Regions from separate parts of the Hordeum vulgare genome. Here all the other regions are linked to region 1. The links are chromatin contacts, called in public Hi-C maps. All regions are on one chromosome and are shown on one strand. Each heading gives the region's core, a stretch centred on a gene start, on an enhancer-like site or on the middle of the called end of the contact. The rest is flanking DNA. Distances are from core to core; before and after follow the strand shown.

Region 1 (3,232 bases), core at 368-2,867:
ATTGTGTTTCTCGTCCATGTTGCCAGTTGTTTAGCATCCTTTAGATGTGGTTATATGTCTAGGATGTAGATCGCTGGTCTTTGGATGCGGTGATGCATTCTCCATATTAAGAGTAATAGTAAATGTTTTGCTGCCTGATGTATCCCAGACTCTATTTTCATAGTGAAAATGGGAGCCATGTGGCCCATTTATTCGGAAAATAGTTTGTATTTTCTTTTTCACAACAAAGAAGAAAGTTTCCATCAGTTTGATGGTGGAAAATCTTTTCTTCGAAAGAGAGATCACTAAATTTGTCAAGAATGTTTCTTAATTATTTTATTGTAGTTACCATATTTATATACCTCTTCGGACCATCTTAAATTTCTCCCTATTCTTTAGCTTCTACTCCCCCGTCCCGAAATGTAAGACGCTTTTTAACACTCCACTAGTGTCAAAAAACATCTTACAATATGGGATGGAGGGAGTAGCTACTTACGCATTATGATCCGTTCAAAGAATTGTTATATATTCACTCCGCCTTTCCAACACAATTTGCTACATCGACACATCTGTGGATAAAATGCAATATAAGTAATCACTGGCGGATCCACCATTGGGGCAAGCTGGGACGGCCGCCCCGGCTCTCCGACGACGGTTCAGGGTATTTCCCGTGCCTAGCGACCTTCGCACAACACAATGAAGCTTCGTCATCATCCACCATCCGGACAAACCTTAATTTCTAGGTCCGTCACTGTAGGTAATGGTTGGCACCAAGCCGTAGATTTGCTTCAGAAACCACTCATGCGCACATGAATACAAGTTGGTTTATCTTATCGACAATCCAGACTATAAAACCATCCTGAATTATTCTCCAAGTCTGAAGTACAAGCAGGGATTAAAAACTATATTGCCACTTTATTTTGTTGATCATTCAGACGAGGAAAAGTATGTTGAATGCTGTTCCAGGTCCAAAGTACAAGCAGACATTACATTACCATATTACCACTTTTTATTTGATCGACCATTCAGACTAGAAAAGGGTCGCTCAATTTTTTTTTCTGTCTGAAGTATAAGCAGACATTAGTGAAGCTACATATCCCCCTTCTCCCAGCACCAGCCATCTCATTGACTCAAGGTGCCTTACAGGCCAACTTCGACATCATATTGGCGGCTTTCTGCAGATGTGAAAAGAAAAAGGAATAAAACGGTTAGAACGGTCTGACAAATTGGGAGCCAGGAGCATTGTAACCTTATGGGCTAAATATAGGACAATTATTTGAATTTGATTTGTAACATTCAGCAGTTATCTGTAACTAAGATTCGCTGATAGTCATACAATGTGACAAATTGTAGGAACTAGCACTTGAAGCAATTAAATAATCATTCTGAGATAGGCAGCCCTGAGCACATGATTGATGATTCCTCTATGGACAATTATCTTTGGTAAATTTGTAAATTGTAGCAATTTCAAGATGGGCTCAGGGTGTTCTAACTTAGCTTCTCTCTGTACTACAATGTCCCTGAGATTTGGTTGAATCTTGGCTTCGCAATAGCACTTCATTCAGTATACGCATGAATGCAAAATGGGTTATCAGGAACAAAGAATATGATGAGAACACCTGAAGAAATTACAAACCTGTTCGGTGTGACCCCCGCCGTGTCGGGCTTGAGCTGCGCGACGTACACGTTGGTGAGCCCCGTCTCGGCCCCGATGTCGGAGAAGCTCTTCCCGGACTTGGCCTTGGCCTCCATCAGCTTCTGCACCGCCGCCGCCCTCGCGCCGCTGTCCTCCATGGCCGCTCGCGTCGCCTGAGATGTGCAGGAGTGGGAGTGGGAGTGCAGAGGACGAAGAAGAGAGCTGTGAGTGAACTGGCCCCGGTTGCGCCGGCTTATATGGCCGCGCCGGATACGCCATGGGGCATCGGGTGGCGGGCGCACCAGCACCACGGCGGCTATGCGACGGGGAAATTGTCGGCAGTGCCAGTGAGTGGCGGCACGCGGCGGCTATGCGACGGGGAAATTGTCGGCAGTGCCAGTGAGTGGCGGCACGCGGCGGCTATGCGACGGGGAAAGCACACGGCGGGGGTCCTGGTACAGTTCACCGGCACGCGGCGGCTAAGCGATGGGATGTTTTGGTACTGGGCCGGGGAATAAGTGTTTATTGGGTCAGCCCAGCTGAGTTCTATACGGGCCGATTTGGTTCTCTTTGGGCCTTTATCTTGCCCCGCCATTCTCTCGTCCGGACTGGAAACTCAAGACATTCCTCTCCGCGGCGCTCTCCGTTCCTCTCTGGCCCCTCCAGCCTCCTCGGCCACCTGCCCCCCCCTCGCCGCCGATCAGCAGCGCATTAGCTTGGGATCTCGATTTGATCATCCTCCGGGTGAGCCCATACCTTCGCGTTACTCCCCTCCGAGTCGTTTCCGGCGGCACCGCACGCCATGCGCGCCATGTGTTCGCGCAATTGCCTGGCCGAGCTGCTCCGGCGCCTTGGCCAGGTCCAGCCGCGCTGCCCCTCCCAGCTATCTCCCGCGCGCTCCATGACGCGCGGCCGGAGCGTGAACGAGCGGAGCAAGAAGAAGCGCGTGAACGACCTCGAGGTGGTGATCGAGCGCTGCAAGGTGGTCTCCAAGGTGCTCGCCGTGGTGGACGCGCTCAAGGTGGAGGAGGAGCACGTCACCCCTCTCAAGCGCCTCGAGATCCTGCGCCCGCAGCTCGGGCTCGCCAAGCCGCACAAGGTCGCCCACTTCGTGCACAGCTCGCCGCAGCTCTTCGAGGTCTGCCGCGACAGCCGCGGCGTCATGTGGGCCGGCCTCTCGCCGCAGGCTGAGGCGCTCGTCGAGGAGGAGGCACGCCTGCTGGAGGAGCACTCCCCCACTGCTGCAGAGTACGTGACGAGGCTGCTCATGATGTCGGTGCAACGGCGCCTGCCTGTTGACAAGATCGCACATTTCCGGCGTGACATGGGGCTTCCTCATGATTTTCGGACACGGTGGGTGCACATGTTCCCTGAGCTGTTTAGGTTGATCACACTGGAGGATGGCGACTACTTGCAACTTGTTTCCTGGAACACAAACTGGGCGGTCACTGAGCATGAGAAGAATATGGCAGCATTGGCCGGTAACACCGATGCCAATTCCAATGCTAGTACACCAGGCGAGCTCTCACTTCCATTCCAGATGAAGTTCCCACCAGATTTTAAAAGTTACTACAAATTTAGAGGAAAAGCTCATCACTACGTGAAAACCGGCAATAC
Region 2 (3,232 bases), core at 195-2,694, 210 kb before region 1:
ATGCATTTAGGAAACAGATGGCTTCGTTCAACAGTTTGGCAGTAGAATTCGCAGCAAAACGAAATTGTGAAGAACAGAATACCTCCGTTTGCAACAATGTCCACTTCCATGCCGGCCTGTCAAGAAGAATAGCGAACAACTAAGTCTAAGATACAATAAAACACACCAAAAAAAAAAAACTATGCTGGCACACTAGAATGTTTCGCTCAATGCTCTCAAAAATCTCTTCCACTAGTTGAAAAACAATACACACACAGTATGCCTGGTAAATGTTCATAGTCAATTGACACACTGTAGCGTCACCGCACAGTCATCTAGTCCAATCCAACCAAAACAGACGAGCAATTACGGATTCGATGGATGAGTACCTGGTTGGCGAGGGAGAGGGAGTGGTATTGCATGCGCGGGCTGCGGCCGATGTCGCCCAACACAACCACCGCTGCGCGCTTCCTCCTTCCTGCCTCCTCCGCCATCACCATCGACCCTTCGTGCAGAGGGAGCGAGGGAGGGGGACGCGGTGTTGGATCTAGGATTTGAAAACACGGTGGTCCACCTTAAGATTTTTTTACCACAAATATGGCATGCCAACATATTAGCATGGAATTAATTTAACAAAAGCACAACAGAAATAGACCAGTATGGTATTATAAACATATTAAAATTCACGATTAATCCTGAGCTTTACATAAGAAAAGCCTACATATGTTCAACAACTAAGCCTTCTTCTTTGCTTCATGCTTTCAAGAGAAAAAAGGCAACATCTCCGGTCCTCTTCATTACAATTATACAATATCTTTTCACATTCTATCAATAAATCAGTTAAACATTAAGCATCCTAGTTGTACAATGTCACGGTGGGCACAGAAATCCTAGCCCCTTGCCCTAACCCCTAATGAATCAATCTGTCATAAATCGACATGTCAGACTCACACTATGACACAATTAACCCAAGGCCGCGCTTGGAATGGTTGTAATTAAATACGTGGGTGTTTACTTTACACTTGTATCTTACCGGCTGCTCAGCAAAATCCGTCCGGAAACGAAACGACGAGCCGAGGTCTGTAATTTTTACAGGTGTATTTGGAGGAAACACGACAATCCAATCACGGTTTTATTCGCTAATCTTCATTCTGTCCAGATCCAGTGCCTGATTTCTATCAATAAAAATCGGGGAGTGCTCGAGTGGGGACTGACAACCTACCTCCGTCGCGCTGCTGGCAGGCTAGCGGCTGCCGATGCCGACCGTCGTCGGGCAGGACTGCTCCTGGGCTGCCGCGGACCGCAGTGATGTGCCTGGCGGGCGCCTCCCTGATGTGGTATAACGAGCGGCGCTGCGGCGGTGGATTCCTTCCGCTGGCCCCGTTGCGTGCTCCAGCCGTGGAGACGACGAGTGGCCGGCGGTAGTATTGGGGCCGGCCCAAAATCTCAGGTTAGGGGGCGGACTGGCAGCGACCGGCGGCGATGGGGACGGAGGAGCGCTGCTATACTCTTCTGTTCGGATCCAAAACGGCTGAAGTCCTGAACTGGTGGCCCCGCCTGTCAGGGTCATTGACGGGTCCAATTGCGATAACTACCCACGTCGGGGCCTTCCCTGAAACATTCCATCACGGCCGGCCGCAACCTTGGGTTTCCTCTGCGGGAGACGGCGGCGGCTGAAGGCCGGGCTGCTCCGCCCGATGCATCGCGACGGCGGGTCGGCGGCGGCTCGCGGCAAGCAGCCCATCTACACCAACCTTGTCGGTGAGCCCGCACAACCCTAGCGTTGTTAAGCTATTTTCTGTACTATATGCGCTGCGCGCTTAGGGCAACTCTAATCCATCCCCAAAACTTAAATTCCCGAATATTTCTGGGTGGGGATTCGACATTCTCCGGCTATGCCTTAGCTTACAAGTAGTTTTAAACTATGTGGGAAATTCGTTGCAGAGCTTGCTGTGGGAAACATTGTGAAATGTGTTCTGCATATGATTAGAGGGGAGGACAAGGACACAGAGGACAATGGTGATGAATCTTGCAGTGCGAAGGATAACCATCATAGAGAACACTCCGGTGGCTGATAAAAGCAGCAAAGTGTATCATGTGGCGTGTTTCTCTTCTTGATGTCTAATTGAGTCAGTGTTCTTGAATATTGCTTACTTCTTGAGCAATTATTTATTCTAACGTGATTGGAGAATTTGACCATGGATGGTTTGAAACATAACAGAAGCTTATCATCCCAGTTCTCAAGTTTGTCATCTGGGACCGACATTCTGATTTCTGTGTGTGATACATTTAGCGGCTGCAGATAAGAACTTAGAATGGAAGAAGCCTCAAACATGATAAAATTGCTGCCATTATTGAACTGATTCAAGCGATCGACATATGATATGCCAGATTGTGGAGCAAGAACTGGAGTACATTTCTACAGTATATGCTATTCACTTTCATATACGGACTATACATTTCAACAGTCTTGTCACGCCTCAAAACAACAGAAAGGGTTCACTATTGTCTCACAAATTATTTGCTGTGAATGATCATAAAATTGAGCTGCTCCGAATGTCCCTGTTCTACATGCCCTAAATTTATTTTGTTTTGTTAACTGCCACAATTACAGAACAGATAACTAAGCTAGAAAATTGGTTTTTCAACAATTAAAATGTGTTCTATATCCAAGATGGTAAACAAAGGACTTCAATATGCAGAATATGCAACAAAAGTGTAGTTATTGCGGCAGTGGGTACCAATGGATACACTTGCTGCACAATAATATGGTTTCAACTGCTTGTTATAGTACCAACCAGAGGTGTTGTTTTCCAGTACGTTATCCATTTGATTATGTCATCCTGTCCAGATTTTTCATTTCTGAAGTAACTATCGTGAGTAGGATCATGTTAGTAGTGTAACTTTATATGTGGTATAATATCAGTCATCGTGTTAAGCACATATGCATGCTAGATGCATGGCAGTTAAACTATTTACTTCTTTTACATCTATAGATGTTTATCATCTTATGGCCTCTCTGTTACAGTTTCACACTTGGTGTAAATAGAATAACCTCATGCACTGGAGGAAGGATGCCCCTCAAAATCTTAAAATAGCCTCATGAAATTCTGGATTCTTGGAGCAGATACCAGTTCTGCTGTGCCCCTGTCTTGTGTCTTTTAGCATCATCGTATTAGCTGTATGGCACTAGTATAGTAGAATGTTTATTTCACAAAGTTCAGTTCATTTTTCAGGATGATTGTCGTGGCAG
Region 3 (3,232 bases), core at 443-2,942, 180 kb before region 1:
CGGGCGCGTCACGTACGCTGCACGGGCCATTTCCCGTTCCTTCTACGAGACAGAAATCACATGCTGCGACGCGCCGGAACGCTGCCCTTTTGGTGAACCCGCACGGTTTCCCTCTGAACCTAGCCGAGTTTACGTTCGCCGGCCGCCGGTAGCCCGATCGAGTAGGCTGCCCCCGTACGTTCGGCGACGCTACGGCGAAACTAACTTGTGCCGATCGAGTAGGCTGCCGAGACATAGCCATCGGCCGAGTTGGACGCGGTTCCCTTTGGCTGGCTAGCTTAGCTAGCCAGCTTTCGGTGAAGAAACTTACTAGAAAATACAGGTGACTGGTGATCACGCGGCCAAGGACACAGCGGAGGCAACCACTCCACGGGAGCTTTAGCTAATCTAATCTAACTGATCCTGTGCGTGCATGATTAGTCGATGTGTTAACATAATGGTGGCAAGCTCATCGACGCGACGTAGGACAGAGAGGCTAGTACGATGCGGCCAAACCGATCCCATTGTCTATCCACGCATGCTTTGCACCAGGCCGTTGGGACCATTGTATATCCTAGTACTATATCGTCCGGTGTACGTAGGACGTACGTCGTGCACGCACTCCATCGATTCCTTGCGCATTCGGCGTGGCGCCTTCTCTATATTCTACTGTATCTGCCACCGCGACGACTTGCACGCGTCAACGACAAGATGCTAGCTAGCGTCAGTGGATCGATGGATGGATGAACGAAGCTTCTCGCTCCGTTCGTATCACGGGATGATCGATCGATGTAGGTGGCAGGCAGCGTCTCCGGCGGGCGGCGCTGCGGTCGACGTCGTGGGTGGGATAGACGGCCGAGTAAGTACGTTAAATCGTGCCCCTACTCGCAAGAGAAAATATTGGTGTCTTCTCCATGATGATCGAGGCCGTTCGTTCGTTCGTTCCCATGCAATTTGGGCCGACCGATGCGGTGCCCCGGCCCGCATCTTTCTGCGTGCTTTCACACTTTCTTCGCCGTAGGTGGGAGTTGTACAGCAGAGAATGGCTTGGTGTGCCGTTCCCTGCCACCTTTGCACGTCCCATGCATGACATTGGCTCTTTATATGTTGTGATCGTGTTCATTAAACTGCCTACTTAGTCATCCTAAGCTTTTGTTGCGAGCATGTGCTCACTTTCGTTAACTTGTCCTGTCGACTCCGAGGCACTAGCCAGTTAGCACTTTTTCAGTTGATGTGTTTGAATTGGATTTTGGTTATTGCTTTTCAGCACGAACTGCCTTTTACACTCATTTACCCTTAACTTTCTTATCACGCTAGTTTTGCATAGTCAAGCAACGCTGCTTATTACATAAGGGTTCAAGTCCTAAACCTGATATTGATGGTTGCATTTTAGTATTTATTTATTCCGGACCTTTTGACGGCTTCATCGCTATCTAGTTGATGTGTCGATCATGTTCATAGAATAAGAAATACGTGTATATATGTTTATAAAGATAAATGTATGTGATGTATAAGTGTGTACGTCTATACCGTGTTTAAAAAAACGGCCCTATTCCAGGGGAGTACGGGACCCCACCATCATCCCACGAACCGCGCGCACCGCATGCGCCACCATCGTCCCCCACATTCCCCTTTGCACGCTCGACGCCACCACCGGCACCAGGCCGCGCACATGCACAACACCCCCACAAATACACACGCACACGCCGACCGAAGGAAACCCCACGGCGAAATTGGGCGAGACGTGCGGTGCCGGGAGGGAGGGAGGGAGGCGGACTATCACTAGTCGCACCCCGTCTCCGGTCGACCGTCGCCCGGCGCCTGCCTTTCACGTGCCGCTTTCCTTTCCTTTCCTTTCCTGCCCGCGAAACAGGAATTAGGCCTATTCTTTACTGGTCCAGCTGTACGCGCCCGCGAAAAGAGAGAGAGGCGGCCGAGACTTAACCCCCCGCCGGACGGACGCACACATACGTACCTCGGCGGGCACGGGCCTCGTCGGTTCCTTCCGCGCCAGATCGTTCGACTTCGACATGGGAGCGGAGCAGCAGCAGCAGCAGCAGGCGGCCAAGGCCGCTGGCGGCAGCAGGTTGGCCGCGGCGTTTGGGCTGCTCCGGCAGTACATCAAGGAGCAGCCCGGCGGCGTGGTCACCATGGGCCTCATGCCGGGCGGCGGGGATGGTGTTCAGGCGGTGGCGTCGGAGGAGAGGATCCGGACCATGGAGCTCTTCCCCCAGCACGCCGGCATGGTCAGGGCCTCCCACGACAGGTACGTGCGCGCGCGCGCGCGAACTAGAGCTTCGATCGTGCCGGCCAGTCTTGCTCATGCCGGGAGACCGGAGCACGTCGTGAGCTCTTCGAAAATACTCGCTCCTGTTTGATGCTTGTGCTGTTTTTGATTAGGACGGGGCCTGAGAGAGCGCCGCTGACCATCTTCTACGGCGGGAGGACGGTGGTGTTCGACGACTTCCCCGCCGAGAAGGCCGGGGAGCTCATGCAGCTCGCCGGCTCCTTCATCGCGCCGCCGCCCGCCTCCGACGCCGCCGCCGAGCCCGTCTGCCAGAGCGCGCCGGGGCAGCCTTGGTTGGCAGGTAAGGATCGCGCTACGCTCGTATTATATTACAAATCAAAATCCATACTGTCCGTGCTCCGCTGACGAAGGCTTTGCGGCGTGCGCGCGCTTGTCCAGACCTGCCGATCGCGAGGAAGGCGTCGCTCCACAGGTTCCTCGAGAAGAGGAAGAGCAGGCTCGCCACGGTCGATCCGTACCCTGCGCCGTTGGCGGCGCCAGGGGCTGCGGCGGCCAAGGAGACGGCCGGCGGCAAGCGTGCGCCGGAAGACGGCGGCGCGCCGTGGCTCGGCGTCAACTCCGCGCTCCAGCTGAACTGAAGGATTTGACGAGCCCCGGAGAGGAATAAATCGCTGCCTTGCTGCTTCTCCACGTAGTAGCGTATACTGTAGTAGTAGTAGTACTCTGCTACGTGGATCCTTAATTGTTGCCGTTTTTATCTTACGCCCGCTAATTAACCGCGTGCCCCTGGGTAAATATATACCCTCGGCTAAGTAGTGGGGTATGTTCTTCATGTGTCTGAGAATTCTTTGGTGTCGAATAAAAGAATTCTTTCATGCTGATGGGATGGATTTGTTACTGTATATGCAAGTTTACTAATTACGCATCTTAGTTTTGTAAGCTGGATTAAGTGTAGTGATGGCCAGCAATATGTTATTTTTACTGGTTATTTTTAATTATGTGTTA

What was found. Hi-C and Micro-C count contacts between places; a contact is called where the count stands out from the background.
Region 2: a contact with region 1 is called in a Hi-C map of seedling, with 2.6 times the contacts expected there. The contact joins the promoter of LOC123449612 here to the promoter of LOC123449619 in region 1. A contact is called at or near these places in 2 of 6 Hi-C or Micro-C datasets (leaf and seedling) and 1 of 1 datasets of contacts at active chromatin or transcription factors (embryo).
Region 3: a Hi-C map of leaf shows a contact between it and region 1, with 2.0 times the contacts expected there. The contact joins the promoter of LOC123449615 here to the promoter of LOC123449619 in region 1. A contact is called at or near these places in 2 of 6 Hi-C or Micro-C datasets (both in leaf).

The regions. Positions count from the first base shown.
Region 1 is chr4H:569,704,972-569,708,203 of MorexV3_pseudomolecules_assembly, forward strand. LOC123449619 (protein WHAT'S THIS FACTOR 1 homolog, chloroplastic) reads left to right here and starts at 1,618. Exons shown (of 1, transcript XM_045126900.1): 1 at 1,618-3,232. The coding sequence starts at 2,418.
Region 2 is chr4H:569,491,616-569,494,847 of MorexV3_pseudomolecules_assembly, forward strand. It overlaps LOC123449612 (UDP-glycosyltransferase TURAN), which reads right to left and starts at 1,445. Exons shown (of 17, transcript XM_045126895.1): 1 at 1,202-1,445; 2 at 369-526; 3 at 83-116. The coding sequence starts at 479. LOC123449614 (a long non-coding RNA gene) reads left to right here and starts at 1,611. Exons shown (of 2, transcript XR_006632029.1): 1 at 1,611-1,740.
Region 3 is chr4H:569,525,625-569,528,856 of MorexV3_pseudomolecules_assembly, forward strand. It overlaps LOC123449615 (protein TIFY 11c-like), which reads left to right and starts at 1,693. Exons shown (of 3, transcript XM_045126897.1): 1 at 1,693-2,245; 2 at 2,380-2,567; 3 at 2,666-3,108. The coding sequence starts at 2,010. The coding sequence ends at 2,865.